Linked DNA regions of Mus musculus: region 1 is linked to region 2. Evidence: chromatin contacts called from public Hi-C data. All regions are on one chromosome and are shown on one strand. Each heading gives the region's core, a stretch centred on a gene start, on an enhancer-like site or on the middle of the called end of the contact. The rest is flanking DNA. Distances are from core to core; before and after follow the strand shown. Region 1 overlaps Rassf8 (Ras association (RalGDS/AF-6) domain family (N-terminal) member 8). Region 2 overlaps Casc1 (cancer susceptibility candidate 1).

Region 1 (7,585 bases), core at 3,544-6,043, 630 kb before region 2:
AGGTCTTTGTCCCAGAGAAATCTGTCTGTCCACTTGTCCATCATCTATCTACTGATTGCCCATCTAGTGACTACCTATCGTTTGTTAATACATATATATATATTAATCTATAATATTTATAAATATGTCAATCGTCAATGCTCTATCAGTGATCTATTGACCAGTCATTTGTAATCTATGTCTTCAATTTTCTATCTTATCTGTCATCTTCTAATTAGCTTCTAGCTTATGTCTACCATCTACCATCTATTGTGTATCTTCAATCGTGTCTATTGATCAATCATCTATCCATCTGTTTATCTACTTAGGATCTATATTCTCTCTTCTATTTACCATCTATACTCTTCTTCTGTCTCCATCTATCAATCACATAGCTATTTAGCTTTCATTTATTTTCTGTTCACCATTACGTTGGGTCTGTTTCTTTGTCCATGCTTCATAAATGCATCCTCCAGGGACTGCCCTCCTCCGTAGTGTAGGCTGGCTGCTGTTTGCCTCTGGTGATCAGTCCCTGATTCCATCCTCATTCAGTGCCCTGGTCTGTTACTGAACTCTAGGTCTGGGCAGTTTGCATTTCTGGAGCGCTTTATTCTTTTAGGTGGGTCTGTATTTCCAGGTGGTGTCTCTTCCCATCTGAAGAATTTCTTGTGCTGCCGGTCTCAGGTGACGAATTCTTCTGGTTTTGCTTATTCCACTGTTGTTGAAAATTAACAACAAACCTCACAGTCATCCAGGAGTCAGCTTCAGCTTCAGCTGGGTCTGTGGACCCTGGACCAAGGTCTCATGCAGCCCAATGTGGCTTCAAACTCTTGATCCTTCTCTTAGACCCCTTCATGCTGTGGTTTTAGGTAGGTACTACCATGCCCACGCAGTCTCTCTACTTTTTTTTTTTTTTTTTTTTTTTTTGTTAACACTGGGGATTGACTCCAAGGCCTCATGTATTCCAGCAAAAGTTCTACCACTGAGCTAAAATCCCAGTCTCCCTTTTTTCTTTCTGAAGGTTTCACCAAGTTTCTCAGGGTGTCTCTGAACTCATTCTTAGCTTAGACAGGCCTTCAATGTATAATCCTCCTGCCTCAATTCCCCAAGCTCCACCGATGAATAGCCCTTCACCATCACCAGTAGGTCTTATGCTGTGACCCTGTTTAATAAAGGGAGTTTTTATTTTACCCCTATATGTTCTTGACTACTGGCCATTAGATATGGCTGCCTATGTGTGACTTTCTTACAGAGGGAGCTGTCATACTGTGGAAGTCTCTTTACCACGGAAGCTTTGGTGGGGTTTGCGACAGACATATTGGTCTTTAGGAAGAAATAACAACACTGTTTCTCCACAATCAAAAGATTACGGTAAAAGTGTAATTCCATACCAGACCTACAGGAGTTAGAAATGATGGGACTTTGCAGTGACGTCATTGCTCTCTGCACGTGCATGTATCATATTTCACAGGAGAGGACATCCTGGCAGCAATCTGAGAAGTAAGCTTATTAGCCAAGTGGATACTACAGAAGCCACAGCTTACAGATGACATCAGTTTATCCAGCAACTTAAGGAAGGAAAAGCTTATTTTAGTTTACAGTTGTCAGGGATACAGCTCATCAAAGTGGGAGACCCACATGTAGGGAAGGAGTATGAGGTACTGGTCACGTGGCACCCCAAGCAAGAAGCAAAGAATGGACAGGAAATAGAACCAGGTATAAAACCTAATGGCTCTCTTCTAGCGCTCCACTTCCTACTGTGAAGCTCCACCCCCTAAATCTCTGCAGCCTTCCAAAGCAGTTCCACCAGCCAGGGAACCCCTTACTGAACTACAGGAGCCTAGAGGGGACATTTTACAGTCACAAGATGGCATGGCCAGAGACCATCTTCCTGTGTAGGGCATGTTGATTGGGCAAGTTTTAAGAGAAATCAAGAATGAGGAGGAGAGAACAGGGGGTTTGTGTGTTTTAAAATGTGATCAAAATACTGTCTTTCATGGAAGGTCTGTGTATACAGTAACTGATCTCTGTAAAGATGTAGCAAGTACCATGGAGTCACAGATGGGACCAGAGAGCATGATACTGAAGCAGGAAGCTAAGCTAACTACACACCTTTAAAACAACAATACATATCAGTAGGGATGGGTGCCTTGGGAATATTCAGAATGGGACTCATTTTCAGACCTGGGAGAATCGGAACTAAATGCCTATGCAAAAAGCCCTGGGGAGCAGCTGACCATTCAAGGCTCTGCCAACAGCAGAAGTCATCCTAGAGCCTGGTGGTGTTTGTACCCCAGCTCTATTTGTGTGTGTGTGTGCACGTTTGAGAGCCCTTGTTTATGTACATGTGTTTGTGAACATGCGTGCATAGATAGGTCCTGTGGAGCTCCAGGTCCAATGTTTCTCTCAAGGGAACTAAGTAAAAATAAAAACTTGCAATACAGGTAAAGAAAAAGCAAGAAGGCTACACATTGGATACAGAAAGAGTTTTTGAAGATATGTAAATTAAAATTAGAATACTTACACCCATAGCAGAACTTCTCCCAATATGATTCTTATATATAAATTAAAAAGAAAAGACTTTTAAGTGAAATTTAGAGCATGAAGCCATGTTAGACTTTAGGATGATGGGATCTGTGGATGATCATGCTTTGGACTCAGGGAGTTGGCCTCTGTCAGGTCAGGACAAACCAGGTTCAGCTATTAGTCTTGAGTGAGCAATCAAGACAGGCAGACTAATTGTGAGAAACAGAAAAAGGGAGTGCACTTGATATACCACACTGGGAAGAGGGTTTTAGCAGCCCCAGGGTCTTGATTTCAGGTTAAGTTTTAAATACAGTAGCAGGCTGTGCACACACAGGCAGCTCTGGTCCAGGGGTGGCGCAGCTGCCTCTGACTCTTTGTTCTCCTTTCTGTAAGGTGGTCTACACAACTGTGAATTTTTTCTCAGAAGAAAAGTTTCCCCGCTGGCTGGCCCGGGCTCTAAGGGATTCTTTTCTCCCAGCTTGAGATTTCTGGGGGTGAGAGGAGTTCCGATTTCTTCCACTTCTTCAATAGTCCAGTAGCCAAGCAAGGAGCACAGACATGTCCTTAGACTATCTTCAGCCCTTCCAGGATGGTTACAAGTACAGCTAATCTTCACAGAGCCACAGGATGAAGCATTGGACCCATAAAGACAATCCTGGGGACATTTAGGTTGAAACATAGCCAACAAAGTGTCTTCCTGTAGAGGGCACCAGATGACTAGGCAGTGAAACCTTGCTGCCCTGTAGTGGGAAGTCCTGGGAAGGAGCCTCTGTGAACATACTGGAGACTTGTGGAAGTTGAAGATCCAGGCTGGGGGTGGGGGGTGGGGGAAACGACACACGGACTCAGTCTTTCCCTGCAAGCTCCATGCAGGCAAGTCCCAGCTCTTCGTATATGCAATCTCTGTGAGACAGCAGTCAGGAGCTTCCTGACAGGGTTGACAGAGGCTGAGGAGAGAGGCTATCAGGCATGCACATAGTTGTGGCAAACAGCAAACATGGAGAGTCACCACAGGCTAAACTACCGTCTGGCAGTTTGCATTGGTGCTCTTAGGAGGCAGAGAAGATGACCTTAGACTTTTATTTGGACAAGAGTATTTAATCTTACTTTTCATTAGATTGTGTTTCCCATGTATCTGTGCCAAAGATGGAAGTCCAACTTAGGAATGGGAGTGAATTCTGAAGTGAGTCTATTGAGAAATAAAAACTCACCCACCTCCAACTTGAGTGTCTGTGTCTAACATTCATGTCAGATATGCAAGCAGGAAAAGGCAGAGATCAGATCTTTGAATATGCTGATTCCTGACCCTGGCTGTGAGGCAAGGCCACAGGGTCATAGGCCAAGCAGGACCTTCTGTGGATAGGCAGATTGCTTGCACCAATGAGATGACAAAGCGTCAGAGTGGGAGGGGTGTGGGTGAGAAGGGGCCAGGCCTCAGTCCGCTGCTGGCAGGCCTCTCCTTACATCCCCACCACTGTGCTGTTGCCAGGAGACTGAAGAAGGGGCCAGGCCACATGGAGTGCAGTGCGGAATGTGTGAGAATGTGCAACCTGTGGTCTCATGAGTCCACGTGATCTGACATGGGCGAGGACTCACTTTCTCTTTTGCAGAGGACAGGACGCACCCACAGATCTGTCTTTTAATACAACTTATCTCTCTCCAAGGCACATATATGTACCCGTGCCCAAAACAGGGACGAGAAAAGCAACATGAAGCCCTCCCTGTTCACCTGGCAACTTAAAACCACCTGTAACTCCAGTTCCAGGGGATCTAACACATGTTCCTCTCTAGCCTCTGTTGGCATCAGGCACACACATGGTGTATATACATACATGCAGGCACAAAATTCATACACATAAAATTAAATATATATCAAATATACATTATATAAAATACACAAATATATATTATATAAATAAAAATATATAATCTATAAAAATAAATATATAAATATATTTTAAAAGGCTGTCTTATTTCACTTAGTAACAAGTGCCCTTACGTGCAACCTTGCCACCCTAAAATATTCTCAAGAAGATGCTACAGTATTCCACAGCCCACTCACATCAGAGAGGTTCCCATGAGTGCTTGCTCAGGAAGCTGCTCCATTGAGCTCTCTTATCCTGTTGAGTCCTTATTTCCTGGTAGCTGTTGGCGTCCTGTGTGGACTTTTTAATGCCTAAGCCCCCACAGCTGCCTGCCCCCTCAGCCCCTCACCTTTGGCTGTCTCTTCTGCGCTTCTAACATGGTACCTTACCACATGACTCCTCAGTGACTCAATCAGGAAATTGCTTATGCAGCTTTTCACAGTGGGGAGGTCAGTGGTTCTATGGCCGTGTGCAGCAGCTGACTGCATGAATCCAGCGGACCAGGAAGCAAGAAGCCAGTCGGAAGTGGGCTGCACTATATACCCTCCTGGCCCATCTCCCTCTGGCCCACTTCTCCCAGCTAGGCCCCTGTCCCTAAGGTTCTATCACTTTCTAAAACAGGACCAAATGTCCAAACAGGAGAACCTGTGGGTCCATTCCCCAGCTCCTTACAGGGCAACCAAGGCTTTCATAACCATGACAACCAAGGCCTTCATAACCATGATGTCTGCCCACTCTCTGTTCCCTCCTGCTTATACTATCTAATCACAGCTATTCAGTCCTTCATAGTTCTAGCTCCTAGACAGTGCCAGATGCCATTCTGATTCCTATCTCCTGCTCCAGGGTCCTGATGCTTGGGCTGATGGGGAAGCCCTTCTGGCCACCGTCCCATGACACTGGAACCCTTGCTCATTTAACTGAGCTTAACATGTGGTAGTGAGGTTCACCTTCCTCATGAGAGGGTAAAATCCTTGAAGTGGGGGACCCATGTCAAGTTCAGCCCAGTATGGCCATAAGTAGGGCTTACTACATACATACCCCACTGGCATCTCCTATGTCACCCCACATGAAGAATGTAAGTGGCCAGGGAGGAACTATGTAAAAGAGGACACTGTTTTGTTCAGCCATTAACACATGCTTTAGCGAGGGCAGGGTGGATCATTAAAAGTCTAAAGCTTCCAACTAGGAGTCAGAACTGAGTAAGTCTCCTCATTTCCTCTTTACGTTTATAGCATGATGTTACTCATGTGTATTTTCTTAACCTAGCCTTAGCTCTACTTAAAAACACTCCTGCAAACATGGATCCACTTGCACATCAGAGGTGGCAAGATGCAGATGCTGTCTTCTGCAAGCCCCAGCACATTTGCACATCATGTTCGGAGGCCAGAGGTCAACTGTAGGTACTGGTCTCAATGGCCCTCCATCCCCACTGAACTTGTTTCGGCTCGGCCGGCCGGTCAATGAGCCCAAGCCGTCCACGTGTCTTTGATTCGCCAGTATTGATGCTAGTGGTGTGACATGTTACACAGGGATGCTGAGGACATGGACCCAGGACTGGTGCTTGTGTGCCAAGTTCTTACTCACCTGCTGAGCACCCCCGGCCTAGCTGTACCTCTGTGTAAGAGACCATTCTGAGGGTTAACAGTATGTTCAGAGAAAGGTCTTTTGTTTTTTTTTTTTTTTTTTTTTTAATCACTGATACATAGACCTACTTTCTTTGGCATCTTTCAAAGGAAACAATATTATATCTTTAAGTATTAAGTATATAAGAAAGCAAGCAACAATTGTATTGCTCCAATGAATCTTGAAAATTTATTATTTGGGAGAATATCAGATATTGATCTTTTTGCTTTATAGCTCATGATAATAATCAGAAAATATACATTTTGAAATAAAGTCAAAAGAAAATAATTACATATAGTACATATTACAGATTTCTTATTTATACATCAGCAAAGCAGTACTAAAAGCATATTTATGGCCCACAATCAGCAAATGTGGACATTTTCTGTCTAAAGCTGCAGCAGCTCAAATCCTTCTAGGTCAGTGAAGGGACAGAGAAATACACTGAAGGGCTATCACCCACCATGTCTGGCTGTAAACCTGTATTTCCACTTTTCCCCTCTCCCACACATATGCATATATTTATTGCCATTAGAGTTCCACTGGTTTAACACCACACCATATAGCCATCTGCGGTCATTTGGTTTCTATAAATACATATAAAATGAGCGGGAAGGCGCTCCCGCGGCTTGCACGCACGCAGCCACTGCCCTGGCATGGAAGGTGCACTGGGAAACGTGGAGCAGCAATACTGAGTAACTACTGATGGCCGTGAGCTGACACGGCCAGCAGGCTTCTCCCAGAACTTAAAAATACCACAGCAGACATACGAACACACAACTTTAAAACACTGGCGTGATACAAAAGGAATACTCACGAGCTAGCCTCGCCACAGTATCTACCGATCAAGACAGGCTTGTGTTTGGGAAGCACACAGAGCATCGTTTAATATACATTAAGGCCTAACCTGTCAAAGGCAATGTCCAATGCTAACTGCCCATCTTCCTGTGCCCGCCTGCCATCAGGCCTTTGTCTTTTTCACATGATTTCCTCAATCTATCAAGGTCCTTACTTGCAAAGATGTTCCCAGATGTTGCTCTAGGTGAAGACTTCTTGTCTCTGCAGACCTTTTTGCACTTACAAGCAGCTGTGTTGCCGCAGGACTGGGCTGTCTTAGCTGTGGAGGAGTGCTGATCTGTCGGTCCGTGCTGCCACACTCCACAGCGAGTACCATGAGCTGCATCTTCACTGTGCAGGCTCTGCTGGGCGGAGCTATGCCCAACTGCCCCCTGATAGTTATGTCAATCTGCACAGTCAGAGGGCAACTTCTATCAATACCAACTGAAGCCTCACATATAAAATTCCCTGTTCACGGAGACAAAAAAGGAACACTAACAGCCAAAATGTAAAGGAAATGAAAAAAAATAAACACACAAAGTGAGGTAACCCACTGTGGGTGATTCTCTGAGAAAGAGGATACTCTATAGGTCAAATAGACCAATGATACTCAAATTATTCATTGGTAAGAAAAAAACTTGTAATATATTTAATACCTGTAGAAAAACCACATAATGTAACCTGTAGTACTAATTAAAAAGACACAAAAATTTGTGATCTAATTTATTATTTAGAACCTGTATACTTCTCCATAT
Region 2 (7,106 bases), core at 2,130-4,629:
CTGTTAGTGTGTCTCTCTCCCCTCTGTTCAGTAGTGCTTGTAGGACCAGCGGCTTCAGCCTCAGGCTCTTCAGTCTCATGGTCCATTGGTTGCTGCAAAGCCTTGAGGCTGGGGTATGGTTGCTTGATGCTCATGTCCTTCTAGGTAGCTTGCCCTTAAATGCAAACTTGCAGCAAATGCTTGTGCAAACTGGAGGGGTTCTTTTTTATTTTTTAATTTTATTATTATTATTATTATTATTATTATTATTATTATTATTATTATCATTATCATTATTATTTTGCTGTTTCTCCAGCACTGGCTTTCTAAGACTTGGTCTCACTATGTATATCCCTTGCTGACTGGGAGCTCACTCTGTAGACCAGGCTAGCCTAAAACTCACAGCTCTGCCTCCCAAGTGCTGGGATTAAAGGTGTGTACCACCAGGCACAGGTACTTGGTTACCTTAACCCTGTCTACAGGGCCTAGGGAGCGATGAATCAGGACACTCAAACTCCACCTCTGCCCCGAGCCCCTGTGCATGCACCACTGAAAATATCCAGGCTCCTGCCTGTGGTGGCTTCTGTTGATTTTCTAACCGTCAGGATTTTCATAGTGCGTTTTATGTTAGAACAGCTTTGGACTTGGATAGTCCTTTCTCAGCTCGAAGCTGCTTTTGTTGCCCCAGCCTACTGGGATTTCAGGGAACCCCAAAACCTCAGCAGGAGCGCATAAGACAAAGCAGTGCATGGCTTTTATTGGTTCACTTTCTTTAAGTGTGGAAAGAGTTAAGGAATAGACCCTGTGTGAATTTGAAATAAAAATGTGAATTAGACCCTGAACAGCTCGGTGGACAAAGGTGTCTGCAGACCTAAATGTGTCCCCAGGGCGTTTATGGTGGAAAGAGAGGACTGGCTCCTGAAAGCCATCCTGTGACCTCCACACATAGCCATGGCACAAGGCATGTGCACACACTCAGACATGCACCCATACCATCCACACACAAAGCATACATGTAAAGCTGAAAACTTTGTGTCATTTGATATTCTAAGAACATGTTGAAAAAAAACCCTATTTGAAATACACCAGCTGTATCAAAAAATTTAAAGAATCTACAAGTCTAAAGCAATAGAGAAAACGGGTGTGAGGTGACTGTCCACACAGGTAGGTAACTGTACTGTGTGTGATTGTAACAGGAAGGTGTACAGGCCTGCAGGGAAGAGAACTGGACAAGGCTGCTGCAGAGCCAGAAATGACCGATCAGTTTTCTTCTTCAAAAACCTGCCAGTTCTCAGGAGGCAGAGGCAGGCAGGTCTTTGCGAGATCAAGGCCAACCTGGTCTACATAGTGAGACTCTGTCTGAGAAACAAACATAAAAATTCCCTTCAGGAAATAGGATTCTTTTGTTCAGTTTCACTTCAGCTCTGGGAATGGTAGCTTTCTCAGAGATCAGCACCTCCTGGCCATTGCTTGATTCCCAGGGAGAGGAAAGATCGCTTTAACAGTCAGACAGGAGGCAATATGTGGGTGAGTGGGAGGCCATGGGAAGTGGTCCCTGAACCAGCATCATCTCAATGTAAATAAGAATTTAAAATACAATAAAAGGAAATGGGGGTTCACGTCAAGCACCACAGGAGTCGCAGTCAGAACAGAGCAAGTGAACCGTCATCACGGACGTGACTGACAAGAGACTCCGCAGCGTTCCTGGCCTGTCGGGGTGTTGGACGATTCTCCACTCTGCATCAAGTGGCTTGATCATAGTTAATATTTGATGTAAATCTACCAGTGTCTTACATAAGAATTGCATTAACTTAAAAACTGCAAAATGACAGAACTTAGAAACTGTAATTTGAACCATGGGTTGAATTTGCAAACTAAAGCATTCCATCTTGTATCTAGGGATCCGTCAGGGTGGCCTCATGGAGTTGCAGTTTGCCATTCTGTTAATGTAGGTCACTTAGGAAACAGTTTTCATAAAACAGTGTTGGTTTTAGTTGGTGGGGTTGTGCCCATGAGTGCAGTGTCAGGGGCGGCCAGGGAGGGCATAGCAGCCCCTGGGGCTGAAGGCGCAGGTGAGTTTGAGCTGCTTCATTCAGGTTCTGAGAAACAACTCAGGCCCTCTGGAAGGACAGCACGTGCTCTTGCCTGCTCTGAGCAATCCCCGGATCCTGGAAATACTTTACATTAAAAGCGTAAGCCTGTGAATTCATAACAACAGCGGCAGGACCTGTGTGTGTTAGGGTCTCACACCTGTCCCAGCAGGTGTTTGACTTACTCTCTGAACTTGGAAGGACCACGCTTAATCCTGACTTAGTCTTAATGGCCTTAGAGAATGTGGCTAACCACGCCTGTCTGCTTTCTATTACCATTGAATGCTGCCCTGGGTAGATTCCAGTTGGTGTGATGATTGGCGGAGCATCCTGTGGCATACCCAGATAGATCTCAGAACCCCGAAGCAGGCAGTTGCCAGGAGCCTCATACGCTTTCCCAGAGCTTGTGAAGGCAGGCTGGGAGTTGGGATAGGAAACACTTTACACTGAGAATGTGGGGAGATGAGAGAGGGGCCATTTCCAGGAGGCCCCCTCTCAACATATTAGGCATGTGTGCTGTTGCTGTCATACCTCCAGCCTGACAGCACTTGACATGGTAAGGAGGACATGTGCAGGATGTCCACAGAGGCAAAAGTGCCCAGGCAGGATCTGAGTTAGAGCCTTTGATGGGTGGGGTCTTGCTCTCTGTTGCACCCTACCCCCACCCCCACTTGTCCCAATTTTCCGTTAATGGCTCTGAGAGTTTTAGCATAGAGGGGCTGCCACCCTCCTCACCTGTACCTTTAGACTCACCCCTTTCCTCGCCAAACTGGACATTACTTAAAGCCCTCTACCCCCTCACTATGAATCTAAGCACTGTGAGCAGTGACCACAACCAGCCTGGCTGTTTCTGTCTTAAAATGTCAATGTAGTTCAGTACTTTTGGATCCAGCCTCATTCAAACTTTTAGGAAATCCTATGCCAGGATATGACATCATCAGCTTCTAGCCTAGTTCCCAGGACAACGGCTCCTCCTCCTCCTCCTCCTCCTCCTCCTCCTCCTCCTCCTCCTCCTCCTCCTCCTCCTCCTCCTCCTCCTCCTCTTCCTCTCTGAAGCCTCATGCTGTACCCTGTCTGAAAAGCCATACACTCTACTGATTTCTCATTATTGTCTTCTACCAAACTTCCACCCGGACAGCCACTGAGCTCTTGCTTACAGAATTCTAGGGCTCTTGTGGCTTATGGCTCTAGGCTGTTTCCGTATTCGCCCCAAATCAGTTCTAAAACTATGGTCGCGCGACCAGGATGCTCATGGTGACAAAGCTGTGATCACGTGGCTAGGATGCTCGGTGACAGCTATGATCATGCGGCCAGGTTGCTCGCGGTGACAAAGCTATGATCACGTGGCCAGGTTGCTCGCAGTGACATCGCTGCGCCTCAATACTGCGTTTTCTATGTACTTTCATTTTTCACTGATGTGGCAAATAGCAGGCAGAGACAACTTAGGGAAAGAAGGGATTGTATAGGTTCATGGCATGACGGGATGCAGTGTATCACGGGAGCAGCGGGAGCGCGAGGTAGCGATACACGGGGTTTCTGCAGCCAGACAGCAGAGACTGTGAACGTCCATGTTCAGCTCTCTCTCTCTTCTCTTTCTGTTTAGGTTGTGACATCATCTCACAGAATCGCAAGTCCATGTTCAGGGTGGGATCTAGTCAAGTTGAGAGTGAAGAGTAATGTAAATTGAAAATTCTCTGACATTAAATGACAGTGTAGGTTTCTTTTTTCATGAGCTTATTAAGAAGTTGGCCACTAGAGGGCTCTTAATACCGACTCTTAATTGATTTGAATGGCTTTTAAAAATATTGTAAATATTTAAAAAAATATTTAACAATAAAAATATTTAAATGTTTAATATATTTTAAAATACCATAAACATTCTAAGTTGTTTATAGCACAACATGTTTAGAAAGGGCTAATTTGAGTAGGGCATAATTAATGAGAAATTATTCAAAGTAGAACATTTAAAATAGTAGTTTCAAAAATATTTTACTACCCTGAGGAACAAGCAGATAGATGGACATGGGTCTTTGAATTGAAAGTTAAGTTTCGAAGTGTCTCTCTCATTAAGGGACTGAACTGGCCTGGAAATGTAACTCAGCGACAGATGCTTGGCCGGTGTGGATGAGGCCCTGGCTTAAATCCCCAGTCCTTCCAAAAGAAAAACTGAACAAGCATGCATAAGAAAATTCCACATGTACACTCAAGAGCATGCATGCACACATGTGCATGCCTGAATGTGTATACACACATTACATTCACACAGAGGCATACATGCCCAAACATGCTCATACTACACACGCATACACACACACACACACACACACACACACACACACACACACACACACACACACACACACACACACACAGTCTAACTCTCAGGTGAAATCTGCTATAAGAAACTCAGCCTGATGTTGCCTTTCTTTGGTTGTGTCTGTTTGGTCCTAGAGAGTGAACCTAAGACTCCATGTGGCCTCAGGGTTCTACCATTGAATGATCTTGGGGGCTTTGTTTGTTTGCTTTGTTGTTGTTTCTCTGGATTTAGGGGGTTTGACACAGCATCTTATGTAACCCAGCTGGCCTCAAATGGCTGTGTACCTGAGAATGGCCTTGGACTTTTGATCCTCCTGCCTCCACCAGAGTGCTGGGATCACAGACAAAAACCATCACCCTGTTTTATGCAGGGCTGGGGGCTTGAACCCCATCCTCCTGCATGCTAGGCAGGCACTTTGCCAGCTGGGCCACCTCCCAGTCTACTGACTTGTCTCTAATGAGCAGCCTTGTAGAGGGGTGACAGCCTACTATATTCTGGATATACACCAGCATGTGTACTGAAAAGATTGCATAGGGTGATCAAGAGACAAAATACGCACAAATCAAATCAACAGGCCAGAGACTGTCCCTGAAGTGACAGCATTTAGGCTAAGTGCTAAAAAAGCCATTCCTGCTGCTGCTGCCGCTGTTCCTGCTGCTGGTTTTGTTGTCCTTTTGGTTTGGCTTTTTGAGACAGAGCCTCACCCTGGTCTCTAGGCTATTTTACGGACCAATACCCTCCTGTTGCATTTAGAGAATAATTTCTGAGGATGTTGATGCTCACTGCCAGCCATTCTTCTATTGCAGACTTCCGACTCTGAAGGGGAGGATTCCCAAACCACCCAACTTGAACTGGAGATGAAGCTGCTGAGTGAAGCAGTCTTAGCAGGTATTCTGTCCCCACCCTCGGTGTGTAATGGAGGCTTCCTTCACAGAAAAGTAAGGCAAGGCCATTGTAGAGTGAAATATGTTTGAAGCACAAATCCTCCACAGTCCCTCTCAGACAAAAAAAAAAACTGTCAATAATCAATAATCATACTTTTCTACTCAATATTAAGTTATGTACTTAGGGAAAAAATATGTTCCAGACAAATGACGTTCAGCACTGATCCCAGAATGCATTGGTAACCTGCCTCATCAATTAAAGTAGCTTCATAATTCAACCCAAACAAGGGAATATTTATTTATGTCATGTATATGGGCACACTGTCATTGTCTTCAGACACACCAGAAAAGGGCATTGGATGCCCATAACAGATGGTTGTGAGCCACCATGTGGGTGTTGGGATTTGAACTCAGGATCTCTGGAAGAGCAGTCAGTGCTCTTAACTGCTGAACCATCTCTCCAGCCCAGGGAACAATATTTAAATTTCTGTTGCTAGTGAGATCATAACTGATTTCTTCTCTGTACTCACTGTTGCAATGAACACTCACGAGAGCACACACCTGGATGAACACATGCCTGAACCCTTTACTGTCTTGTCCTGGCAGGTGTCACTGGATGCAGCCTGACAAGGTGGACATGATCTCACAAGTCTGGTGTCTGTCTGATGATGTCTGTCCTCTCAACTATCACTGCTCTTCCTTCTCAGTGACCTGTTCTGTGTATTCTAAGCATATTTGCCATGCTTAAATCTTTGTACCCTCTTATTTGGTTGTTTGTATATTCTGAGGCACTGTCTCAAGTAGCCCAGGCTAGACTCAAACTCTATGTAGCTGAAGATGACCTTGAACTTCTGATCTGCCCAGCTCCACCTCCCCAAGTGCAGGTCACAAGCATGTGCCAGGCTTTATGTGGTGCAAGGATCAAACTCAAGGACCTTTGCATTCTAGGCAAGCGCACCACCCTTCCGGCTACATCCCTTCTCCCATCCTTGGAGCATTCCTATAGCTGATACCAGGCAAGAGTTTCTGTTTCTAGATCTAGGATGATAAAGTAGGTTATGGAACTTCTGTCATGAACACCCCAATTCCCTACATGATGAGCCCCAAGTCAGAGATGTCTTCACCCTCTAAATTTAGACACAGTAGTATTTCTGGCTTCTTTTTAGGCCAATAAATTATAAATTAAATACATTTAAAATTAAAGAGTTTAGTTTATTAAACATGCACCAACAAGAGACCAGTAGTTGCCTAACTTGATTTAATTTTTATCTGTCTATCTATCTATCTATCTATCTATCTATCTATCTATCTATCTATCTATCTATCTATCTATCTATTGCTTGTTTCTGTTAACTTTCAGTATCCTATCTCCAGAGGTTGCATTCAGAGAGCCCTGCTGTACCTCTTGCATGGGAGCAGACTGATAGTAAACACCACTACCAATCCCTGTGTCTCACTGCCTGCCTGCTGCCTGCTGCCTGCTGCCTGCTGCCTGCTGCCTGCTGCCTGCTGCCTGCTCTGCACCTACCCTCTCATTCCCCTTCCAAACTCTGTAACACAGTCCAAATCCATTGTGGATTTTATAGTTGAAGAAACTTGGACAGGATATATTAGTCAGCTTTCCTGGGGAGAGGCAGGGTCACATTGTACAGCCTAGCACTCTGTGGAACAAGCAGGTCTCAAGCTTGTAATGACCTTCGGGCCTGTACCCCCTGAGGACTGGGACTAGACGTGTACAGCACACCCGCCAGCCTGCATATCTCGAATTAAGTCTGACCACTGCTCAGGGTAATATTTTTGAGTGTCTGACTTTGTCTTGGAGGTGGAGGTGAGAAT

What was found. A called contact is a pair of places that touch in the nucleus more often than the background predicts.
Region 1: a Hi-C map of bone marrow-derived macrophages shows a contact between it and region 2, with 5 times the contacts expected there. The contact joins two enhancer-like sites. A contact is called at or near these places in 5 of 39 promoter capture datasets (the 3T3-L1 cell line, the HPC-7 cell line, hippocampal neurons and 2 more), 4 of 484 Hi-C or Micro-C datasets (B cells, the G1E-ER4 cell line, bone marrow-derived macrophages and 1 more) and 1 of 9 other capture datasets (embryonic stem cells).

What each region holds. Positions count from the first base shown.
Region 1 is chr6:145,819,654-145,827,238 of GRCm38.p6, reverse strand. It overlaps Rassf8 (Ras association (RalGDS/AF-6) domain family (N-terminal) member 8), which reads right to left. Exons shown (of 5, transcript NM_027760.3): 5 at 6,160-7,585. Among named protein-coding and RNA genes, the nearest start is that of Gm38927, 19 kb to the left of the region's middle. Within about 2 kb of position 4,793, at least 34 of the 459 cell types and tissues checked have an H3K27ac peak or open chromatin away from gene starts, as enhancers often do. A contact at or near this core is called in bone marrow-derived macrophages, where this site is marked.
Region 2 is chr6:145,183,979-145,191,084 of GRCm38.p6, reverse strand. It overlaps Casc1 (cancer susceptibility candidate 1), which reads left to right. Exons shown (of 16, transcript NM_177222.4): 10 at 5,193-5,274. Gm15543 (predicted gene 15543) reads right to left here. Exons shown (of 2, transcript NR_157240.1): 2 at 3,455-3,720. Among named protein-coding and RNA genes, the nearest start is that of Gm15543, 5.3 kb to the right of the region's middle. Within about 2 kb of position 3,379, at least 129 of the 459 cell types and tissues checked have an H3K27ac peak or open chromatin away from gene starts, as enhancers often do. A contact at or near this core is called in bone marrow-derived macrophages, where this site is marked.